Linked DNA regions of Zea mays: region 2 is linked to region 1. A link is a contact called in public Hi-C data. All regions are on one chromosome and are shown on one strand. The core of a region is the stretch at or near the end of the contact, and the rest is flanking DNA. Distances in the headings are between cores, read along the strand shown.

Region 1 (4,631 bases), core at 237-2,736:
TATATATATTTATTCATCACTCTTAATTATAGGCATGCTCCTTTTATGATGAAGTTATGGCACACAATATAAGAATATCAACTATATACTCATTGTATTCCTTTTTTGGGTATTACAACTCCCCCTTGATAGGAAGGAGCTCCAAAAATCCAAAATCTCTCCCCAACAATCCAGACAAGAATTTCTCCCTAAAATGGTCCAGATTTTCTCCCCCTAAACATCCCCCTTCGACAAAAGATCCCCCGCTGAGAAACAATAGAGATGCAAAAAAGAGTGAAGAACTAGGGAGAATGCAGGAGCTTCAGGAGTATATCAGAGCCTGAGCGCGTTCGCTACCCGCCTAGAGGCGCGCAACCGTGGATGTTGGTGTGTACCAGCCAATCAAACATGCTCTATAAATATAAGTCTAAGGCATGTAATCTTTTTGATCTACTGCGTGTGATTCCTTGTCGGTCGAACTCGTGATACTTGTGATTATAAAGCTAGGTCTATATTGTCACTATAAGACTATCTCTAGCAGACTTCCTAACCCACTCTCTATCTCACACCCTATTTCAAACTTCACTCTATAAACAGTACAATCTACAGTGCAAAACAGTACTTTATACGGTCGTTTACACGACCTGCTGGAGATGGCCTAAGAAGTTGAGGTGACTTATGGTGACTTGAGTTGCTTCATTACCTTTACTTTAAAAATAAATATCTATTTGTAGATAAGTTAGCGACTGCTATCGCCCAATGTTAGAACTAGTATATAGCGGTAGTAGTTTATTGTGATTCAAATTTATAATGGTACTATTTTTGGAAGTAGATTATTGTGATTCAAATTTATAATGGTACAATTTTGGAATATTTATAAAATCATAGATTATACTCACTATATATTAGTATGCCTTATAAATATTTTTATTATATCTATGGCATACTATTATTTTCTATTAAAGTTTTTATAAAAAACATGTAAATAAACAATCTCAAACAACCATTCAAGGGTACAAGTGACTTTTCTAAAGAAAATCCTATTTTAGTGAAGCTTAAATTTGTTTGTAAGGCAAACACTTTTAGAAACTCCGCAAATTTGAAGTAGAGCTGCTCAACTATGAAGTTTATAACGTTGACCTAACTTTTGTGAAGTCGAGCTCTGCCAAATACCCTCATGATGCTCCTCTAAAACTCTAAACTTTTAAAAAGTATAAAGTTAGATTTAAACTTTAGTCCATCAGATCTAGTACTAGAACTCTAGATAACTGAGCTAAAGTACTCTAGAGTGCTTAGAGGCGAGAATAAAAAAGACCTTATAACCCCACTAAGGGCTTGTTCGGTTATTCCCAATACACATGGATTGAATGAGATTGGAAAAAATTGAGAAGAAATTTGACTTGTCTGGGATTCAAACCCATCCAATCCCACCCAATCCATATGAATTGAGAGCTAACCAAACAAGCCCTAACACTTGCCTAACTATGAATAATCGCAAAGTCCGCAGGACCAATCTGCAAAACTAGCATGAGTCCCGACAACGAGGGAGACGCACGGCTCACGGGCTCAGGAACATAAAATTCTCCAGACGGGCCCGCACACGATCACCATCAACCCGGGCTCCCGTCCCCCCGTACAAATAGAATAGGCACGCACACTCCGAACTTCCCACCCCATCTCCGCCGCGCGCACCGCCCAATCTCCGCCTCCACCTGCGCCCCGCTCAGGCGAGCAGAGGCTTCCACCACTCTCCATTTCCCACGCCCGCTGCGGGCTCGCGGGCGAGAGGGGATTGTCTGTGCCGCCGGGCGGGAATTTGATTCGTTCGATTCGCTGCGCCGCGATGCCGGAGCGGCACCAGTCGATCGACGCGCAGCTGCGGCTGCTGGCCCCCGGGAAGGTCTCCGAGGATGACAAGCTCGTCGAGTACGACGCCCTCCTCGTCGACCGCTTCCTTGACATCCTCCAGGACCTGCACGGCCCCCACCTACGCGAATTCGTACGCCCCGATCAGTACCGCCTTCCTCCTCACCCCCAGATCCGCATGTTTCGACGAAGCCGTGCACGTGCTGATCAGGTGGCTTCTCTTCGCGTGTGCAGGTGCAGGAGTGCTACGAGCTCTCGGCGGAGTACGAGAACGACCGGGATGAGGCTCGGCTTGGCGAGCTCGGGAGCAAGCTCACCAGCCTGCCGCCGGGGGACTCCATCGTCGTCGCTAGTTCCTTCTCGCACATGCTCAACCTCGCTAACCTTGCCGAGGAAGTGCAGATCGCGCACCGCCGCCGGATCAAGCTAAAGCGTGGGGACTTCGCCGACGAGGCCTCCGCGCCGACAGAGTCGGACATCGAGGAGACGCTCAAGCGCCTCGTCTCGCAGCTCGGCAAGTCGCGGGAGGAGGTCTTCGACGCGCTCAAGAGCCAGACCGTCGACCTCGTCTTCACCGCCCACCCTACACAATCCGTGAGGAGGTCTCTTCTCCAGAAGCACGGCAGGTGAGAATGATCGTAGTCGTAGCGTTACTGTGGACTGTGGTTGCTTTGGTTGAAGTCCATGCGTGCGGAAGCAAATGCTGAATGCTCCCCTGCCCCGTGGTGTTGTTTGTTTTGTTGTTGTTTAGGATCCGTAACTGCCTGCGGCAGCTCTATGCCAAGGACATCACTGCTGACGACAAGCAGGAGCTTGATGAGGCACTTCAGAGGGAGGTAAAATATATTGACTTCACCACTTGAGCTGAAAATGTTTTATTAAAAAGATCACTTTGATGATTTACTGCAGATTAAGCGCACCACAACCTTTCGTTAACATTTCTAGTTGGAAAATAGGTGTTCATTATTTAGCTGATCATCTCCTAGGCCCTTTTGTCCTTGATGGAGCCAGGGGCTTCGGGGTTTTAACGTGCGGATCCAGAGCATAGGCATCTCCACATTAGTGTTATTAGAACTTTGTCCCACTCCTGAAAGACAAGTTAGCTTATGTTGCATTTTTTGGCCTCTTTATGTGAGTGATGCCTGTCAGATTCTGAGACTGTATACCGTTCTTTGGGCTAGAATGCTATATCTATTGTCTATATACCGTTCTTTTGATAGTAGGATACGTAATAACTTGAACAAGACAAGGTGATATGAACTTAGGAAGAAAGCAGTAAAGCATATACACTAGGGCAGTTTCTTCCTTGAGAAAGAACCAAGAAGATATACCCAATGGGCAATGGAGATTAGTTGATAATAGCACTGACAGAAGTCTAGTTATCTGAGAAAGTTGGAAGGTTCTCTGGGTGTGCTGTGCACAACAAATATTTCCTGTGTGTGAAATTATAGTCATTGTTATTTGTGCTACAGACTTCTACCTCAAGGTTATTGTTATCAGAAGTAGCTGTCAAACCTTTGGAAATAACTAACCTTATGTCAAGCCAACTCTTAAACACACACAAATTATTGTTATCAGTAGTGGGCACCAAACTTTTTGAAATTAATCTGGTGAAGAGCACATATTTTTGTAGTTTTTACTAACTTGTTTTTGAGGTTATATTAGATCCTATTAGATGTTTCCAATGAAACTTCACCTTGGTTGTACCAACACTTTTCTCTCTAAAAATGTTACTTTGTTTAACTCATGTATGCTTGCACATGACAAGCTGACAAGGTGAAAGGACAAAAACAGTCAATTGTGCACAACAAAGGTAGTTCATATGCTGCAGTTGATTCTATATTACTGTAGTTTTTTTGTTGACAATGCCGTTCAATTATGTGAGTTATAGTCTTTGTTCACAGGACAGCTGAATAAAATGCATCAGAGAGTTCAGTTTGATAACATAAAAAACGAGTCATGGTCATGCATCCATTTTCAGTCAATTGCAGTGAAACATATGTTTTGCTGATTTGTTGTTTGACACCCTTCACAGATTCAAGCTGCTTTTAGAACTGATGAAATCCGCAGAACCCCTCCTACTCCTCAAGATGAAATGCGTGCTGGACTGAGTTACTTCCATGAAACTATCTGGAAGGGTGTACCTAAATTCTTGCGCCGTATTGACACTGCTCTGAAAAATATTGGGATCAATGAACGTCTCCCTTACAATGCTCCTCTTATTCAGTTCTCTTCCTGGATGGGTGGTGATCGAGATGGTAACTTCTTGTTTTCATATGCCATTGACCCACTGTATACTTAAGTGTTTGTCTGAAAAATATAATACTCTGTTGAAGAGTTTTTGTACAGAAAACAGTTTGAATAGTTCTAAAATGTTCCAGATTCTATTGAGATTCCTTTTTGCACTGAAAACTGTATTACAGTTCCAATTATTTTGAGTAGAACCTTTTTGTTGTTTTGCTGACCAACTGTAGAAAGAAAAGCTAAAACTTTCCATGCTGTATTGGTTTTGTAGGAAATCCAAGAGTAACACCAGAGGTTACACGGGATGTATGCTTGTTGGCGAGAATGATGGCTGCTAACTTGTATTTCTCTCAGATCGAAGATCTAATGTTTGAGGTACTCCAATATAAGTACTTCCCTTACATGTTAAGAGCTACGACATTGTTTGTTCCCTGGTGCTAAAACACAATATTCTATTCTAGCTCTCGATGTGGCGTTGCAGTGATGAGCTTCGGATCCGTGCAGACGAACTACACCGCTCTTCAAAAAAAGCTGCAAAACAC
Region 2 (4,906 bases), core at 537-3,036, 270 kb before region 1:
ATCTCTCAACAAATCCCATAACACCAATTTCCTTCACTGAATTCTTGTCAAACAATAATCCAAAATGAGAAGTACGTTTCAAGTAGCGAAGAATCCACTTTACTGCATTCCATTGTTCTTTACCAGGATTGTGCATGAATCTGCTAACCACACTAAGAGCATGAGCCAGATTGGGTATTGTACATATCATAGCATACATGAGATTTCCAACAACATTAGTATATGGTATGTGAGACATGTATTCTTTCTCATCTTCAGTAACAGGACATTGCCTCGATGACAATTTAAAATGTGAAGCAAATGGTGTAGCAACATATTTACAATTACTGAGATTATACTTTTCAAGAACTTTCTCAATAAAACTTTTCTGAGATAGAAAAAGAGTACCAGCACGACGATCATACTAAATTTCCATCCCAAGAATTTTATTTGCTGGTCCAAGATCTTTCATATCAAATTCATGATTAAGTTGAGCCTTCAATTCAACAATTAGTGACTTGTCATGGGAAGCAATCAACATATCATCAACATAAAGCAGTAGATACACAAAATATTTATTTGGGAAATGTTTCAAATAAATACAGTGATCATAATTGCTTCGAGAATAACCATGTGCAAGCATGAACGAGTCAAACCTCTTATACCACTGCCTAGGAGCTTATTTCAAACCATAAAGAGATTTCTGCAAATGACAAACTAAGTGCTCTTGACTAGGAGCAGAAAAACCCTGAGGTTATGTCATATAAACATCCTCATCTAAATCTCCATGAAATATGCAGTTTTAACATCAAGTTTCTCTAACTCCAAATCAAATAAAGCAACAATAGCAAGCATAACTCAAATAGAAGTGTGACGAACAATAGGAGAGAACACCTCATTGAAATCAATACCATCCCTTTGTTCGAAACCTTTCACAACTAAACGAGCTTTAAATCTTGTAGGTTCAACTCTAGATATACCTTCCTTTTTCTTATAAATCCACTTGCACTTTAAAGGATTTACCTTTAGGAAGCTCAACCAATTTCCATGTAGAATTCTTTTGAAGACTCTCAAATTCATCATTCATAGCAACTAACCACTTGGATGAATTATCACATGAGATAGCTTCCGAATAAGAAGAAGGTTCAAATGCAACATTAGTTTCTTGAGCAGCAATGAGAGTATAATAAGCCATACTGTCAGTGTCACAATATCGATGTGGCAAAACAATATTCCTTCTAGGTCTATCTTGAGCAATAGAGTGACTGTTACTAACAGGAGGTACAAAAGCTAAAACTAACTGTGTAATAATACCAGGAGATAAACTGAGCTATAAGACGGACAAAGCTTTTTAATTAAGATTTTCTCATTTATCATCAGCCATGTTAGCAGGTCGCGTTTGCAACGCCTTTCGTACACATAACTGAGTAAGAACAACCTTTATCTGAATTTTTCAAATAGCAATACTGATCTTGCCATCAAACTTTGGAATATCAATTTTAGACGACATCTATTATGTGAGATAAAGAAATTCGAAGTGAAATAGTAATCTACGTGCAATCTATGAAATAAAAAATTTGAGTGATTTTCTCCCTTGTGCGGTGGTCCTCGAAAGGCACGAAATCCCAAAAGCACTTCACATGAGATTACTTGATTTGAATCGGGCACAAAAATCGATCTTGACTGTAGAATCCAATAGTTGGTACTTGGCAGCAAGAGGAGAATAGATCTCCAAAGAAGAGTGACGCAGCAGGACAGACGAAACCCAATAACAGAGTAGTGCAGCGAGGCCAGGACACTACAAAGACCAGCGCTGACGAGACCACGGAGGGCCCACGCGAGGGACGGCGGTAGCAGATTTGATAACCGGTGTCTCCCGCAGATAAACGAATTGCAAGCAGATGAACTGGCGGTGGCGAGAAGCGATATGTTTTCGGAAGGAAGAACCTGCGGCGGCGGCGACTGAGAATAAAGTGTCTAAACTAGCTGTAGATACCAATTGTTATAATCATAGAGGGGAAAAAAGAGATACAAAGTTTAATGTGGAAAAAACTCCATGAGAGAGAAAAAAACCACAAGAATGTGGTGTGTTATACAAGGTACAAGGGACCTATTTATATAAGCAAAAGATGATAGAGATATGATCATATCTTCTTATCGAACACAATGTTATATACGCTATTAAGCTGGAGATAATGACAATTGAATTGTTTCCCATGTTACCTTATGGAGTTGGAATGGTTGAGGCCAAAGCATCGCTGTCACAAAATTCACGTCTCTGGTGTCTTTTGCAATGACAGAAGAGAGGTGCGCAAGTTCTGTGCAAGAGGGCAGTGACATCCATCAGCTTGTTCGGCTGCCATTTTCATCCAGCTGCAGCTGCAAACAAACACTGTTCCTACAGCAGCAAGCAGCAGGCGGCTGCAGCAGCTGCCACTGTAGAAACTAGCAGCCGAACAAGCCGACAGGCTTCAATGTGCACAGGTGAGAGTTGGACATCGGTCCGGAAAGGAACAGGTGCTTGCACACAACCAACATCTCCGCGGGTAGAGCATTTCTAAAGCGATCGTGATGTCTAGGAGTTAGGTGAATTAGACAAACAAGTCGATGAATGTTTCAAAGTTTCTAACATCTGTATTAAAATATAGAGTGGAAGGTCATAAGACCCACTTTGGTACGCTCCTCCAAAGAATCCCCCAACAGCTCTTTTTGAAAAAATCTATTAAATAGGAGGCTCTTTGATGGGCTCTTTGTAGAAAAGAGAGATGAGCTCATCCAAAAAATATGTAGAGCGAGAGCTAGAAAAATGAGCTTCTATCAGCTCATCTTTCATGTTTTTCTCTTCCTCGGACCCACATCCTACAAGAAGCTATAGGAGGAGTTGTGTTTCCAACTAAATATGGTGCCCTTTCTTAAAATAAGGGGTTGTTTTTCTAGATCAAAGCCAAAGTTAGAGCTAGCAGAGGAAGAGCCCTACTAGAGAGCTCAGTTTGTGGGTATCTGGGAGGCCATTAATGAGGTGTCTTTGGACCATACCAGAGAGGATGAAATAAGATGGAGATGGAATCCTGATGGCGAATACTCTGCTAAGAGCACCTACCTTGCCCAGTTCCAGGGCAGCATGCCCAAGCTCAGGCTTCTACCGACTTAGAGGGCGAAAACAAAACCTAAATGTTGTTTCTTTGCTTGGACTTTGTTTCACATGAAAATTCTCACGACAAACAATTTATTGCTCGGAGGTTGGTTGTATGACCCAATTCGCAAGCTGTGCAAACAGGAGCAAAAAACTATTGCCCATCTTTTTAAGGATTGTGTGTTCCCTAGGGGGTTTGGGACCTTTTACTCCTTTGTTTCCATCGCAATGCCCTCCAAGCTGTGGACCGCCAAGGATCGTTGTATAAATGGTGGAGAAAGAATTCAACTAAAAGTTATGAAGCAAGAATGCAGATGTTTTGATGGTCTCATGATCTATTTTTGGTGGGAGAATTGGAAAGAAAGGATAGAAGAACATTTCAAAAATTTGGAGAAGTTAGTCTCAGCAATCGCCTATCTCATCAACGAAGACATTTTCGTGCAGCGGACGACTGCTGCTGCTTTTTAAGTGTTAATGAATGTTAGTGAGTGTGGAGGGTCTTTTTTTTGAGTGAGTTTGATTGTGTGGGAGGCTTTTGTTACCTTGTGCTTTGCTTTCATTTCTTTCGATAGTGTATTCCTCTTTCGTATCTAATAAAAATTTGGGCCGTGCTTTCGAAAAAAGAAATATGACAAAGAATTTGGAGTTTGGGGGGGTGAATGCACCTAAACCCCCTCTATTTATAAGGAAAATTCCATGAACTTTTTGAATTGATTTTGAATTTTTTGAACTTATCAAAATGACACGTGCCAATCAGAAGACGACACGTAACAACATGCGGTTGGTCGGTACCAAGCGATTCTCCAACATCGCGGTCGGTCCTACTCCAACACGGTCGATAACACTTAAACCGATTGATCGATAGACCCACCGACTGTTGTGTTGACCATTTGGGTCAGTACAAACCGCCGATGAGTAGTTAGTACCGATCTCGATTAGAACTGACATAATAGATATTTTACCACTCAGTTTGTTACCTCGTTGCTATTATGCCATTTGAACCTATGTTTAGTGGGTCCATATTTGTCTATGATTTGTGGGTCTAATAGCAAATTTCCAATAATGGCAAACTTGCAAATCTTCGGTTGGAACTAGCTTTAAAAAAGAAATTAAATGGAAAAATAATCAGGCCTTGTTCGTTTGCATCGGATTGGTGGGTCAGAACGATTCCTAACCGGATTGATTCTCTAATTTATATAGATTTTGATTAGCGGGAACCATTCCGGGTGCAATCCGACACAAACGAACAAGGCCTCAGAGTTATTAAAACCACCCGGTTTGAAGCATCGTCCGCGCTTCACGGGGCATTCACCAAACACGGGCGGACACCACTCTAGGGTCGCGGACACGAGTCTTGCATCCAATGACGCTATGAGCGCTAAGCGGTTTTGTGTTCCTCTCAAGCCCCGACCTTCTCCCTCCCACGTCTTCCCTCTCCCGTTGCACCCCTTCCTCCTTCTCGATCTCACCATCGAGCCTGCGTCCTCGGCGTCATCCATGTTAGGCCGGCTCCACTAGCCTTCCTCTCCACGCTGTCCCCAAGAATCAGGCCTCTGTGTCCTCCTCTCCCCGATTCCCCGGCCCCTGGTCAGGCTCCACCAGCCGCCCCCTCCACCTATGCACCGACGGTGGCTTCCGCGGTCGACCTCTCCTCTTCACCGTCACCTCGCTTGCCTCGTCCGTCAGGGGTGTAGTTATGTCGTGGGGAGGAATATGACGCCAACGGGCTCCTTGGGATTGATGAGCTTCTAGTCACCTCTTTTTTGAATGCTCGGTTGCTAAGTATATCCGGAG

Evidence for each region. A called contact is a pair of places that touch in the nucleus more often than the background predicts.
Region 2: a contact with region 1 is called in a Hi-C map of leaf mesophyll, with 2.4 times the contacts expected there. The contact joins the enhancer-like site here to the promoter of LOC100191460 in region 1. A contact is called at or near these places in 2 of 25 Hi-C or Micro-C datasets (leaf and leaf mesophyll).

Annotation. Positions count from the first base shown.
Region 1 is chr4:235,704,436-235,709,066 of Zm-B73-REFERENCE-NAM-5.0, reverse strand. LOC100191460 (phosphoenolpyruvate carboxylase3) reads left to right here and starts at 1,486. Exons shown (of 10, transcript XM_008678212.3): 1 at 1,486-1,978; 2 at 2,080-2,471; 3 at 2,597-2,681; 4 at 3,881-4,103; 5 at 4,361-4,464; 6 at 4,551-4,631. The coding sequence starts at 1,823.
Region 2 is chr4:235,974,956-235,979,861 of Zm-B73-REFERENCE-NAM-5.0, reverse strand. No RefSeq gene overlaps it. Among protein-coding and RNA genes, the nearest start is that of TRNAA-AGC, 6.6 kb to the right of the region's middle. Within about 2 kb of position 1,786, at least 1 of the 20 cell types and tissues checked has an H3K27ac peak or open chromatin away from gene starts, as enhancers often do. A contact at or near this core is called in leaf mesophyll, where this site is marked.